Linked DNA regions of Siniperca chuatsi: region 1 is linked to region 2. The links are chromatin contacts, called in public Hi-C maps. All regions are on one chromosome and are shown on one strand. Each heading gives the region's core, a stretch centred on a gene start, on an enhancer-like site or on the middle of the called end of the contact. The rest is flanking DNA. Distances are from core to core; before and after follow the strand shown.

Region 1 (6,294 bases), core at 576-3,075, 67 kb after region 2:
CTCTCCTTGTATAACCTCTTGAATGTTCCCATGATACTTTACAGTGCAGGATATTTAAACGTCCTATTAATGCAGCTGGTGACACCACAGTCAAAGAGTCTGAGACGTCTCTATATCGTCTTTTCTAGATTTATTCACACCAACTCACCGCTGGTTTTCTAACAGACTGTGTTTGCTTTCAGTGACAGATTCCAGCTGTCACTTCATCAGGATGCCTCGATTTGTCATTGTTTGTCATCGGAAAGAAACCCCCGCTGCTGTTTGTCCTCAGCGCTGAGGGGTTTTGCTCATCCAGTGTGTCTAAGTCTAGTGTGTGTTGGGGGTTTAAAATTGCAGTTGGTGAGGAGGTTTGTTTGGCTTGCTGCACTTTACGGTAGAGAAGACAGGGAGATTAGGCCATGGCGGGAATATAAAAGGAGTGCGAGTGTCTGACAGCAGTTGCCAAAATCTAATTCCTTCTTTATGGATGATTTCCAACATAGAAAAGCACAGCACGTCATCTCATGGTGGAGCTGCTGTCAGGAATCAAAGAGACCAGTCAGCAATCATGAGCATTTTTTTAGGTCTCTAAAGCTTCTGCTGAGACTTATTACTGGTCACATTTCTAGTACCTAACACGTTCTGACTATAACACTTAATTAAAGGGCCATGTTTTATTCCAATTTACTACAAATCACGTGTACTTTACATTTCTGCTGACCATTTTTTAGAAACAAAGGCTGAGAGTATGTGGACACCTGTACTTTACACCCATATGTGATCATCATTGAATCCTCTATTCCAAAGATTCTTGTTAAAATACTGAGCAGGATTAATTTACAGCTGCAGGGATGACATGCATAAAAAATCCTGCAAGTTATTAAATTTAGTCCTAACCCTTCCCAGATCAGCAAACCCACAATATAATAATCTGGTTCAAAGTTGCCTGCAATTGAATGAGCTAAAGTATAGATGAAAGCCTGCTGAGCAACATTTATCATCTACAACAGTTGCAGATTAGACATCAGAATGCACACATTGAGGTATAGCTCGCTATAATGACAGAAACTAATAACCTCATGTTGTCCTCTTTGCCTTTGAGCCTGGCAAACGAAATGAAAAGGCAACATTAATTCAAACCATTTGTTACTATAATTTCATGGGGACCCTTTTTAAGGCCAGGAATCTGTCTAATAGATCTTTTTTTCTTCTGTCAAGGTCCTGATGAAGACATTCTGCTCAAGATGGTTGTGGAAGCATGTCCATGTCACAGTACAGACACAAACCAGACTTCTTAACCAAGTGCTGAGGCAATGGAAAATAGAAAACCAGACACTTTTGCATGACTGTGGGCAATTATAGCAGATACCACCGCTTATCCCCAAAGCTTAATCTAAAGATTGGAGCCCATCATCACAGGTCTAAACAGCAAGTCACACCCAGTGAGCTATTACTGACAATACATGCAAAAACTAGAGCTTACAGTAAAGTACAATCACTGTCATATAAATCACAAAGAGGAATATGTCTTTTCTCCAGTGCTTTATAGTTGTGCATAGGTTATCTAACGCTGGGCTGCACTTTATTTGTTTTAAATCCGCTGCCATCTGGGATTACAATAAAAAACAGTGAAACGGTGCAGATTCAGGAGTATGAATACATCTGTAAGGATTTTAGGCTCAGGGAGGACAGGGAGAGCAGTCAGCATTCTGCTGTTGTTGTAGAGCTGCAAACTTGCTTCCAAGAGACAGTGACTCCTATTACTGGAGAAGCAGAATGGTTGAGATCTGCTGATTAAAGATCTTGAGGTCAAGACATTTAACATTGTAATGTGCAGCTGAATAGGACTCGTGACTCCTGTCTCTGCATGTCTATGTTTATGTGGGTGTGAGTGTGAGCTAAGTGTTTCAGTATCCAGTGTTACATTTGCATTTAAGTGTGCGGATTAGTTCAATTAAACAAAAAGACATTGCCCTGATCAGAACTATATACTCACTAGCTAAAAAAAAAAAAAAAAAAACAACCCCTCCACTATAGTAAAATAATGTTAAGCACACCTGACTGAGTCTGCAAAGCTGTGCACCATCTACTGGTATGATGGAGTGCAGCAACTCTCTATTAGAGATGGAGCATGTACAATTAAAGTAAGTACAAGATATGACCTTAAACTTCATTTTCAGAGGTATACATGATCAGCGTAGCCAGATATACCTTTCATGGTTATCAAAACCCATTTAAATAATTAAACATGATGAAAATAATCAGACATGGGAACTTTACAATGTACAAGTTTATTTTTAATTAACTCTTCAGTGGTTGGTAGTCACAGCACAGCTTGCATGTATTAAGCCACACACCTATTTTACAAGATGACGGGGAAAAAAAAAATAAAGAAAATAACAAAAAGTCTAAACCAGAGTAGATGGTCATCAGTCCATCTGCAGTGACTTTTTTTTTTTTACTTTTACTAAAATATCCTTAAAAGGCCACTGAAATGCATAAAATGTTTTCAGATGCATGAAATGTCTGATGGTGGCAAGTTGCTTTAACCTGACATCAAGACTCCTCACATGGCATTGACAGTGCATGTAGACATTGTAAAAAGGACTGGGTTAGCGATACCTAAGATATTTATTTTTTTTTAGTGACAACACCTTGGCTATAATACTACAGCTTTAAAAAATTGGAAACAAAATTAACAGCACTCTTTCAAGATACTGAATACAATGAAAGTGAAATGTAGTGAAGCGATTTTTTTTTGTTTTATCTCACAATTATGTGAACACTTATTTTAAACTGGAAAAAAGCACTGAACACTGCAAGCCGTCCCGTGTAAGAGAGAGAGGCTCTACTGTACTGTATCCAATGTCTTTAGACTATAAAAGAAAAATAATTAAAACACACCTTTTTGTCCTCTGGAATTTGTATACTTTTAATAGTAACAGACGGGAACCATAAATGCATGCCATGTGCTGGTCTCAAACAAATACATACAGGTATATACAGCATCACTCAGTACCTGCTAAAACAAAGTGAGAAATACAGGGTATAAACTGACTACACTACAAACTTAAAACAAAAAAAAACAAAGAAGAAGAGGAGGAAGGTGAGCGATGAAGCGGTGGAAGAGTGAAAAATCCTACATGTGATGGACTCATCATTAAAGCATTAAAAAAAGAGAAAGAAATGCATATTGCACATACAGTGAAAGCTTAAATTCCACCAGGTCCGCCTCGTTTCGCTAAAGCGAGAATTCAAAATTTTCCCTCTTGGAGGAAGACACACAGAGGTACAAAAATGGGTGAGTGTGGGCAAGTGTGTGTGCGCATTGGTGATCTGTGTGTGGGGAAAAAACAGGAGAAATTAGGGGAGGCCAAAAGGAGATGATATGGGACAGAAGTGGCACTGTGAGGGGTTTAGGAGGGAGGGAGGAAACTGCACAGCACACAACACTTACACAGGGAGAAGAAACAAAAAGAAAATTACATCAGAGATTGTGGCACAAATAAAATCAGGTGTTGGATAATATCTGTTCTTCAGTGATAGTTGAGAGAGAGAAGAGATCGATGCAAGTGTTTTTTCTTTTTCTGTTTATGTACAACTAAGGCTTATTGGTTAAATAGTTTTCAGGCTTCCCTACCCACAATGCTTTTGCATGCTGATCACACAACCCTTTTTCCTTTTGCTCTGTAAACTCAGTGGTTCTATCTGGACAGCAGCCACACAATCAGGTGGATTATAGTCGAGGAGGTGGTGCAGGGGCAGATGGATGGATGGATGGATGCTGCAGTGGTGGAGGAGCAAAAGGGAGATAAAGAGTTGGGAGGAAAAAAAGAACAAAAAAGGAGTCTTGTCTCTGATGTCTGTTGCAATTAATATCTAAATGTGCAATTCCATTAGTCACTGCCATGGGGGACTAGGGGGTGCAGAAGATGGGGCGCAGGGTGGGGGTCTGTTCTACTTGGAAAGCTTGCTAATGACTCGAATGAGTGCTCCGTTCTCGTCCTTTAGTCTCTGGTTGTCTGCTTTCAAGTCTGGGAGCATCTGAAAGGGTATAAAAGGAAACAGGGAAGGGTGGAAGAGACACAGAGAGAGAAGGCTTAGACAAGTCTCGACAGATACATGGTGTCAGGCCAGTTTTACAAATTATTACTTGCAGCCTGTGTAAGCAATCTTGGAGTCACACAGCATCTCTCATGTTTTGTTTTCTCCTTACAAAACAAACAAACAAACAAACAAACAAAATAAATAAATCACATCCTTGTTCCAAGTCAGAAGAGAGAGAAGTAAAAGCGGGCACACCACAGGCCAAAGATCCTGAGAAAGCCATGCAGAATCTGAACAGCTGCTCACCGGCAGCCAGAAAAATACACAGCAGAGACCAAAAAAAGTCACTTTTATTTGATCTAGTGCATAGAAAATTTGAAATCTCGATCATTGTATAGTATCCTACAGAGCCCGGCAGGTATCAGGAGTAACTGAATTTGTTTTTTTTTGGTACAAATAAGGAAATTATGCTCTCAAAATACTGTCAAGTTAAGGTAACAGCAGGACTAAGTTACAGGTTGTTGTGGCTACTCAGAGTGTTAGCGGCAGGCTAGCAGCTGTGTTTTGGTATTGAGGTGCCTACAAATACTGAATTCATTATATCATACAAATATGATTACGTTAGCACATTTATTACATACTGTATGCCCTTCTCCCTTCCAGACTCTATTGTACAAACTGAGATGCTACATTGGATGTTGTTTCAGCAATACTGGTCAGCTTGGGATGCTATTAGTTAGGTGCACATGGGGTACACACATGTACCCCACTGTGTAGCCTAACGGCAAAATAGAAAGTAAAAGTTAAGCCATGGACAAGCTGATCTAAGTGAGCCACTTGGATTTAATTCAGTTTTCTTTTGAATTTGGATTGAGAAATATGGATATACTTCTGATGTAGCTTATTAAACAACATTAGGACATCCCTTAAACATATGTTAAGACTAAAGTATATTGATTCCCAGAAGAAAAAAATGATCATGTTAAAATGTCAACAAGATTGTTTAATGTAATGTTCTGTTAAGTTGTGTACATTAATTATTAATTTAGGAGTGAATCATTCAAGAGCAGATTTTTCGCTTCCGGGTTCCATAGTATCCAAGGTAATGCTCCATTATGTCTGATAGGCAGACAACATAGACAACACTCTCTTTTTGGATGTTTATAGTGAGCCATAATGGGTGAATTCTTGTAATGACCTTGTCTGATTGCAGAAGTGTTAAGTCATAGATTCTGTAACCTCCAATAAAAGCATATTGACTACTGAAAACCTATTGGGTAGCAGTATGTCTTAAATTGTACTAGATGATTACATATACTACTATGTAAACTGATGTTTGACTCTTTTTTTTAAAAAGATGTACAGAAGCTGTGGTGGTGAGGACTTCAGGTAGAAATCATGTTCTACAGTTTTCAGAGTTTCTCTGTTGATACACACTGACACTCCAACAAGAGATTTCAGTCCCCTTAAAAACAAACTTTCATTTATAGATTACAGATGACAATCAACTGCTAGTTTAAATGTACTTGTACAGGCACAATGCTAAACCTGTGTCCAAATAAAGCTGTTGGTGCATGCAGCTGACTTTAATATTTGTTGATGTCATCTGCACAAATTAGAAGTTGGGGAGTAAAGAGGGGGAAAAGAAAAAATGTTCAGTCTCTGAAGATTTGGGCCAAAAAAGTTGATGCCAAAAAAAGGAAGCCACTTCATGCAAAGAAGCCAGAACAAGCCAAACTGGACAACTGAGCTCCCTCTGATGGAAGCATCACTACTAAAAACTACAAAGAGGACACTTTCCTTTACAGTACTTCATAATCATTCAGCTTCAGAGTAAATTTAGATATCTCTACCTTAAATGATTCTCCACCCATTATAAATGTGTTAGTTTGACATATTTAGGATGTTTTCATAAGCTGAAAGGTGTGGAATCAATCAGTACTGTAAAAGGAGAGTGTCCTGTGGTAAAGACTAAAAAAAAAAAAGAAAAAAGAAGACACCCTCCCCAATATGAAAACCAAAAGCTCTGGGGAGGCAGAGGGGGGTGGAAAGGGGAGTTTATAAAACCAGTGATGGTTTGGGCGGCTGGGCACCTGCCTGTCTATGGGTGCGGGCAGAGCACGAATGGAGCATGAGAAGAATGGGGTTGGGAGGAAGGGGGAAGGTGAGGAAGAAGAATAGGAGAAGATGGCGGTGGACAGACGGACGTGGCTTAGAGGTCGACGGTGGGCAGCTGGCTGCAGGCGGACTGCGAGAGCTTTGCCAACA
Region 2 (5,973 bases), core at 1,022-3,521:
CTTTGTAGATCTTTTAAAAACTTTTTTTTTTACTTCAGATATATAATGTCCCTGTAGTGAGTTTGTGATTATTTGGCTAAAGAATTCTGTATCTCTCCCTTGCTGCAAACGACACAACCCCTATGCTTTATGCAAATGAATATGATGGAAATGCCCTTAAAATGAAAATAATATCGTTTATCGCTGAGACAATATATCGTCCAACAAAAGTAGTTATCGTGACAGGCCTATCACCCAGCATGACTTTCTGCAGAATAAAAACTTGATGAAAAGTGACAAACTACGTACATGAGCCCCATGATGTAAACAAAGGCTTAACTTTTGTATCTATTTCACTCAGCTCAGTCATTCTTCCTTTTCACTACTGAGCTTACTGTGCCATTTGTCATACACAAGCAGAGGCGGTATTTTTCTGTACCTTGACATTTACAGAACCAACTGTTTATTTTCGCTCATTCTTACAGAGTGCTAAACATTGCAGCGGCATGTTATCTCGTTTCAAGAGTCGTCCCCCCCACACACACACACACAAACAACACACACACACAAGGGTACTCTAGGGTGCTCAGCAGGTGTTGAAGCCAAGCCTAAACATCCATGGCCTCGATACTAAATATCACACCATAGCCCATTAGCACCCTGCAGGGTGAGGTCTGGGGGAGAGAGAGGCTGAGCCAATCACACACGCTTGGGAGCCTCAGCAGGTGGGAAGGAGAAAGCACAGACAGGAGAGCCTATAACAGCAGCAGCCACAGGTTTAACAACGTCTCTCACAAACTCAAGTGTCAATGTGGAATGAGTCAAAACTACACTGGAAACCACAACACACACTCAACCATCTGATTAACACCATGCCTCGCCCTGACACATCCCATTACCTCAAATAGCGAGAAAACATCAAGACAAACTCAATTCAGAGTTGTTTTAAAGATGTAATCAGTAATCCCTAGTAGTCCTCTTGCACAAAATGACCATAATATATGGGTGGGGGCTTGCAAGTGTAGCTGATCAATGCATCCCTCTTTTATCTCAATGGCAGAGATTTCAAGCTTTCTAAATAGGCAGAGCTGGCCCGGGTGTGTTTTGGTTTTGAAAGCTCCAATATCCCAGGCCCCCTAACTATCCAAGATGAGCTACAGTACATATGTAGTTTCTTTTTTCATTTGAAAGATAGAAGGAGCTTCAAACACTGAAAAATGTGTGATACTGAAGAAGTGTTGGGATGTAAGCTAATAAGCCACATAAGCTAATAAGTTAAGTTCTATCAGACATGTTCAAGCCAGACAATATTAAATGCTAGATAATTTAATGGAATTTGATGTGATATGAGACAAGATGGAACACCATGTACCAAGGTTTGTATTAGAGTTCTTTAAATAACATTACAAAAGGAGTTTTTGTGGAGAGCAGGCTGTGCACTCTGTGCAGAGGAATGGCTTGAAAGATAAAGTGACTGATACAGGAGGGTGTTGACAGAAAGGGAGTAAATTAGAGAGAGACACGCATCTATAAAGTTGCTCTATCAGCCATCTTGTGCTGCCTTGCCCACCTGGCAGGTTATCTGTTGCAGAACTACGGAGTGTCCAAGTGTGGCCAGGCCAGCTGATGAGAGCAACAGCCATAATTACATGCCCAGATTGAATGTCAGCTGGTGAACTTGGCTGTTGGGCTTGGCCACAGCTTCACAGTTTGGTTGCAAATAACGCAAAATAAATACACACTGGACACACACAGAGGTTCTCAAAGGACTTCACCACTTATAATGTTGATTGTGTGTTACAGGCTGCATTGTGAGGATTAATCTAATCAATAAATTGCACAATTTTCTTCAAGCATTTGGTCCCTCAACAATTCAGAGGTATACAATGTAAAACATTTAAAATTTGACTATTATTTAATTGATGTTGTAGTATAATAGAAGAAGAATGAAAGAACATTTATTTTGGCCACAATTTTGTGCTCTCTGTCGAAATGTCTACAATAAATTGTATGAAAAAAATAATCTGCGCAGAGGGAGGTGTCTGTCCAAACATCAATCTTCATGGAGGTTGTTTGAAAGTTTGAAAGCCTCTTATCAAATGCCAAAGCAATCTTTACTGAATACAACCACACATTTTAGACTCCAAACCTTTCAAAGCAAATGATTTACTTTCAACACTCCCTGCCAGCTATGGCAGTGAAGTGATGGTCCAAGGTCCAGATGGTGTCCTGTCAACTACTGTTCAAAACAGTCATCTTTCTTGAGCCACAAAAACATGAAAAGAGCAGCACTGATGGAAAAAAAACAACAGTGACGCACAAGAAAAAAGCCCTCAGACCATTTTAGAGGGAATCTGCTCTCGTAATTAATGACTCAAACTGATGTTTCTCATCCCAGCCTCTGTTCCTTCTCTTGACACATTACAAGTGAAGCTGAAGCAGATAAACTCCACTCTCAGTGTCAGGATAATAAAATGAGTCTCACCTCTTGTGGCGGCCGCTTCCAGATCTGGGGGTTTCCTGAAACAAAAAAGGAAAGGAATACTTTCAGTCCAAAAACAATATCTCAAGGGTCTTAACTGCATCGCCAATGCTTTGGAGATTTAAACATTTTTTGAGTAGTGCTGTTAAGACTCTAATTTCAAGTAGTACTGTAATTTAAGAAAAGCAGTATATATCAGAATGAGTTTTGCCTTGAGTTCATTTGCCTTGGGTTGTGTTGGGTCACCAAAGAAGAAAAAACACAAAATCCCATCAACAGGATAAAAGAAATTTATCAGGAGCAGCATTTATAGAAAGCCTTTCGGTTGTGTATGAACGTTTGTGAATAGCAGCTGCTGAGCTGATATATAGATGAGCTTTGTTGCATTTAATAGTTCAGCAAGAGCCCTATAGCCCCAAGTTGTGGAAGGCAATCTTGTTTTGCAACATGGAGGTGCATGTTTATCTTCTTTTCCCATTATTGTATGATCTGAAGGTTGTTTAGATCTATACAGCAGTCATGCTCCAATAAAGTTGCCTTCGGTAAAATAGCTCTTCCCTCAAAAAATGAGGTGCATGTCACAGACGCCGTGAGATGAATACGCATCTCCTCTTTCCTAAGGTCTTGTGCAGTGAAGGGTCTCCGGTTTGACTGAGGAGCCTTGGCTCGGCTACAATCTATCAGTCAGAACTTGGGTTTAGCAGGTGAAGGGAAACGTTGTGCCTGACTCTTAGCATGCACCAGCCTCTCTGTCTCAGTGACATATCATCCATTACCTGTGGGTGAAATCCTGGCCCTCATCTCATCCCTGGCTCAGGCCTGGATGAATTTACTAAGATGGAGGACAGTAAGAGGGCAGTCTGCAGCAGCGCCAGGTCTTACACTAAATAATATCATCTGCACATAAGGCCTGGTTCAAGCAACACCTGGATTTAAGAGCAATTTGATGAATTTTGTTTTAGAAACAGACATTTTCTAGGATTTGGTGTAATCCAACAGCTGCTATTGCTGCACCTGAAAAGCCTGTTCTAGCTGTTCATTCTTTCCCCACAAACTGTCTTATCAGGAATTTAGCTGAAGGCAGGCAGATGGTGCTACTCTACAAGTGTACTGTACTCCAATTCAGACTGGGCCTGAACCCATTAAATTTAATATAGCCTAGGACTTTAACCATGGAGTTGATTTGTCTGAGACTTTTAGAAACTCAAACCCAGGCTGTACATACTGGGGAACAGTAAAGCTTAAGGATTAAGACAAAAATGGAAGGTCAATGTCACACATCTAGGGCTGCAAGTAAAACTTTCATATTCATAATTGTTTCAGTTATTTTCTCAATTAACTAATAGTTTAGTCTGAAAATGTCAGAAAACAGTAAAAAAAACAGTCCTTCACAATTTCCCAGGGTTCTTAAAATTGCTTTTTTTGGTCTGATTTGAGAAGTTGCAATCATGATTACACATTTGTAAAAAGATTTCTGTTGATCGTACTACTATATGCCCGTCCCAGAGTAAATAATTAGGTAAGGGGGAACCAAATCCAGGTTCCCTCTAACAGCCTTCAGTCAATACAGATCACAGTGTAGAAATAAAAAATGCTGTCTAAATGTAAATGTGTGTTTACTCTCTTGCTTCCACAGTCTAGTGTAACTTGAATAAACCAACAGGATTCTTTGTGTATACAACTGACCTGGAAACCCAGCCTGCTGGTTTCCAACAGAAGCCTGACTATGTAGGAAATGACTGTTTCCCCAGAAATTGTAATACAACTTGTATTTAAGATTTAGCATAGTAAGTTTCATATTCAAAGTCTGTTGGCCTACTGACAAGGGTCAGTGGGCTGGATTGATTATTTTCTGAGGTGAAAAAGGGCTGAAATATGAGTCAAAACAACAATATAAGGAAAGGTCACAGCTGTTAACAGACATTGTGAGGCTACTGTATGCCAGTCCTCATTTTGCACATTGTGATATGTGCAGTCAAAACAAAATATATATAGACATTAAAGCTAAAGCAGAGGTTTTATCGCCTGCACCCACTGGCTAGCATGAAAATTTGTGAACCTTTGGGACTGGTATAAATTAAATCCTTATTTCTCCATCGATAGGAAGTGACGAATCAAACTTCAGAACAAGAGAGAACTGCAAAATGTCTCCAAGAGTAATCACAGACTCAGTTGCTCAGTTACAGTGAGGAAAATAAGTATTTGAACACCCTGCTATTTTGCAAGTTCTCCCACCTAGAAATCATGGAGGGGTCTGAAATTGTCATCGTAGGTGCATGTCCACTGTGAGAGACATAATCTAAAAAAAAAAAAAATCCAGAAATCACAATGTATGATTTTTTAACTATTTATTTGTATGATACAGCTGCAAATAAGTATTTGAACACCTGTCTATCAGCTAGAATTCTGACCCTCAAAGACCTGTTAGTCTGCCTTTAAAATGTCCACCTCCACTCCATTTATTATCCTAAATTAGTTACACCTGTTTGAGGTCGTTAGCTGCATAAAGACACCTGTCCACCCATACAATCAGTAAGAATCCAACTACTAACATGGCCAAGAACAAAGAGCTGTCCAAAGACACTAGAGACAAAATTGTACACCTCCACAAGGCTGGAAAGGGCTACGGGGAAATTGCCAAGCAACTTGGTGAAAACAGGTCCACTGTTGGAGCAATCTTTAGAAAATGGAAGAAGCTAAACAGGACTGTCAATCTCCCTCGGACTGGGGCTCCATGCAAGATCTCACCTCGTGGGATCTCAATGATCCTAACAAAGGTGAGAAATCAGCCCAGAACTACACAGGAGGAGCTGGTCAATGACCTGAAAAGAGCTGGGACCACCATTTCCAAGGTTACTGTTGGTAATACACTAAAACGTCATGGTTTGAAATCATGCACGGCACGGAAAGTTCCCCTGCTTAAACCAGCACATGCCCAGGCCCGTCTTAAGTTTGCCAATGACCATTTGGATGATCCAGAGGAGTCATGGGAGAAAGTCATGTGGTCAGATGAGACCAAAATAGAACTTTTTGGTCATAATTCCACTAAACGTGTTTGGAGGAAGAAGAATGATGAGTACCATCCCAAGAACACCATCCCTACTGTGAAGCATGGGGGTGGTAGCATCATGCGGGAGCTCAAACTCTGTGTTTCTCAGCGACAGGCCAGAAACCTGACTGATCTAGAGAAGATCTGTGTGGAGGAGTGGGCCAAAATCCCTCCTGCAGTGTGTGCAAACCTGGTGAAAAACTACAGGAAACGTTTGACCTCTGTAATTGCAAACAAAGGCTACTGTACCAAATATTAACATTGATTTTCTCAGGTGTTCAAATACTTATTTGCAGCTGTATCATACAAATAAATAGTTAAAAAAATCATACATTGTGATTTCTGGATTTTTTTTTTTTTTTTAAGATTATGTCTCTCACAGTGGACATGCACCTACGATGACAATTTCAGACCCCTCCATGATTTCTAGGTGGGAGAACTTGCAAAATAGCAGGGTGTTCAA

What was found. Hi-C and Micro-C count contacts between places; a contact is called where the count stands out from the background.
Region 1: a contact with region 2 is called in a Hi-C map of liver, with 2.3 times the contacts expected there. The contact joins two enhancer-like sites. A contact is called at or near these places in 2 of 3 Hi-C or Micro-C datasets (liver and skeletal muscle).

What each region holds. Positions count from the first base shown.
Region 1 is chrLG23:6,081,621-6,087,914 of ASM2008510v1, forward strand. It overlaps ppp1r12a (protein phosphatase 1 regulatory subunit 12A), which reads right to left. Exons shown (of 25, transcript XM_044186699.1): 25 at 2,252-4,023. The coding sequence ends at 3,937. LOC122871504 (a long non-coding RNA gene) reads left to right here. Exons shown (of 3, transcript XR_006376882.1): 3 at 1,198-3,326. Among protein-coding and RNA genes, the nearest start is that of LOC122871504, 8.5 kb to the left of the region's middle. Within about 2 kb of position 1,826, the one cell type or tissue checked has an H3K27ac peak away from gene starts, as active enhancers do. A contact at or near this core is called in liver, where this site is marked.
Region 2 is chrLG23:6,013,805-6,019,777 of ASM2008510v1, forward strand. pawr (PRKC apoptosis WT1 regulator protein) reads right to left here. Exons shown (of 7, transcript XM_044186691.1): 4 at 2,465-2,499. Among protein-coding and RNA genes, the nearest start is that of LOC122871500, 34 kb to the left of the region's middle. Within about 2 kb of position 2,272, the one cell type or tissue checked has an H3K27ac peak away from gene starts, as active enhancers do. A contact at or near this core is called in liver, where this site is marked.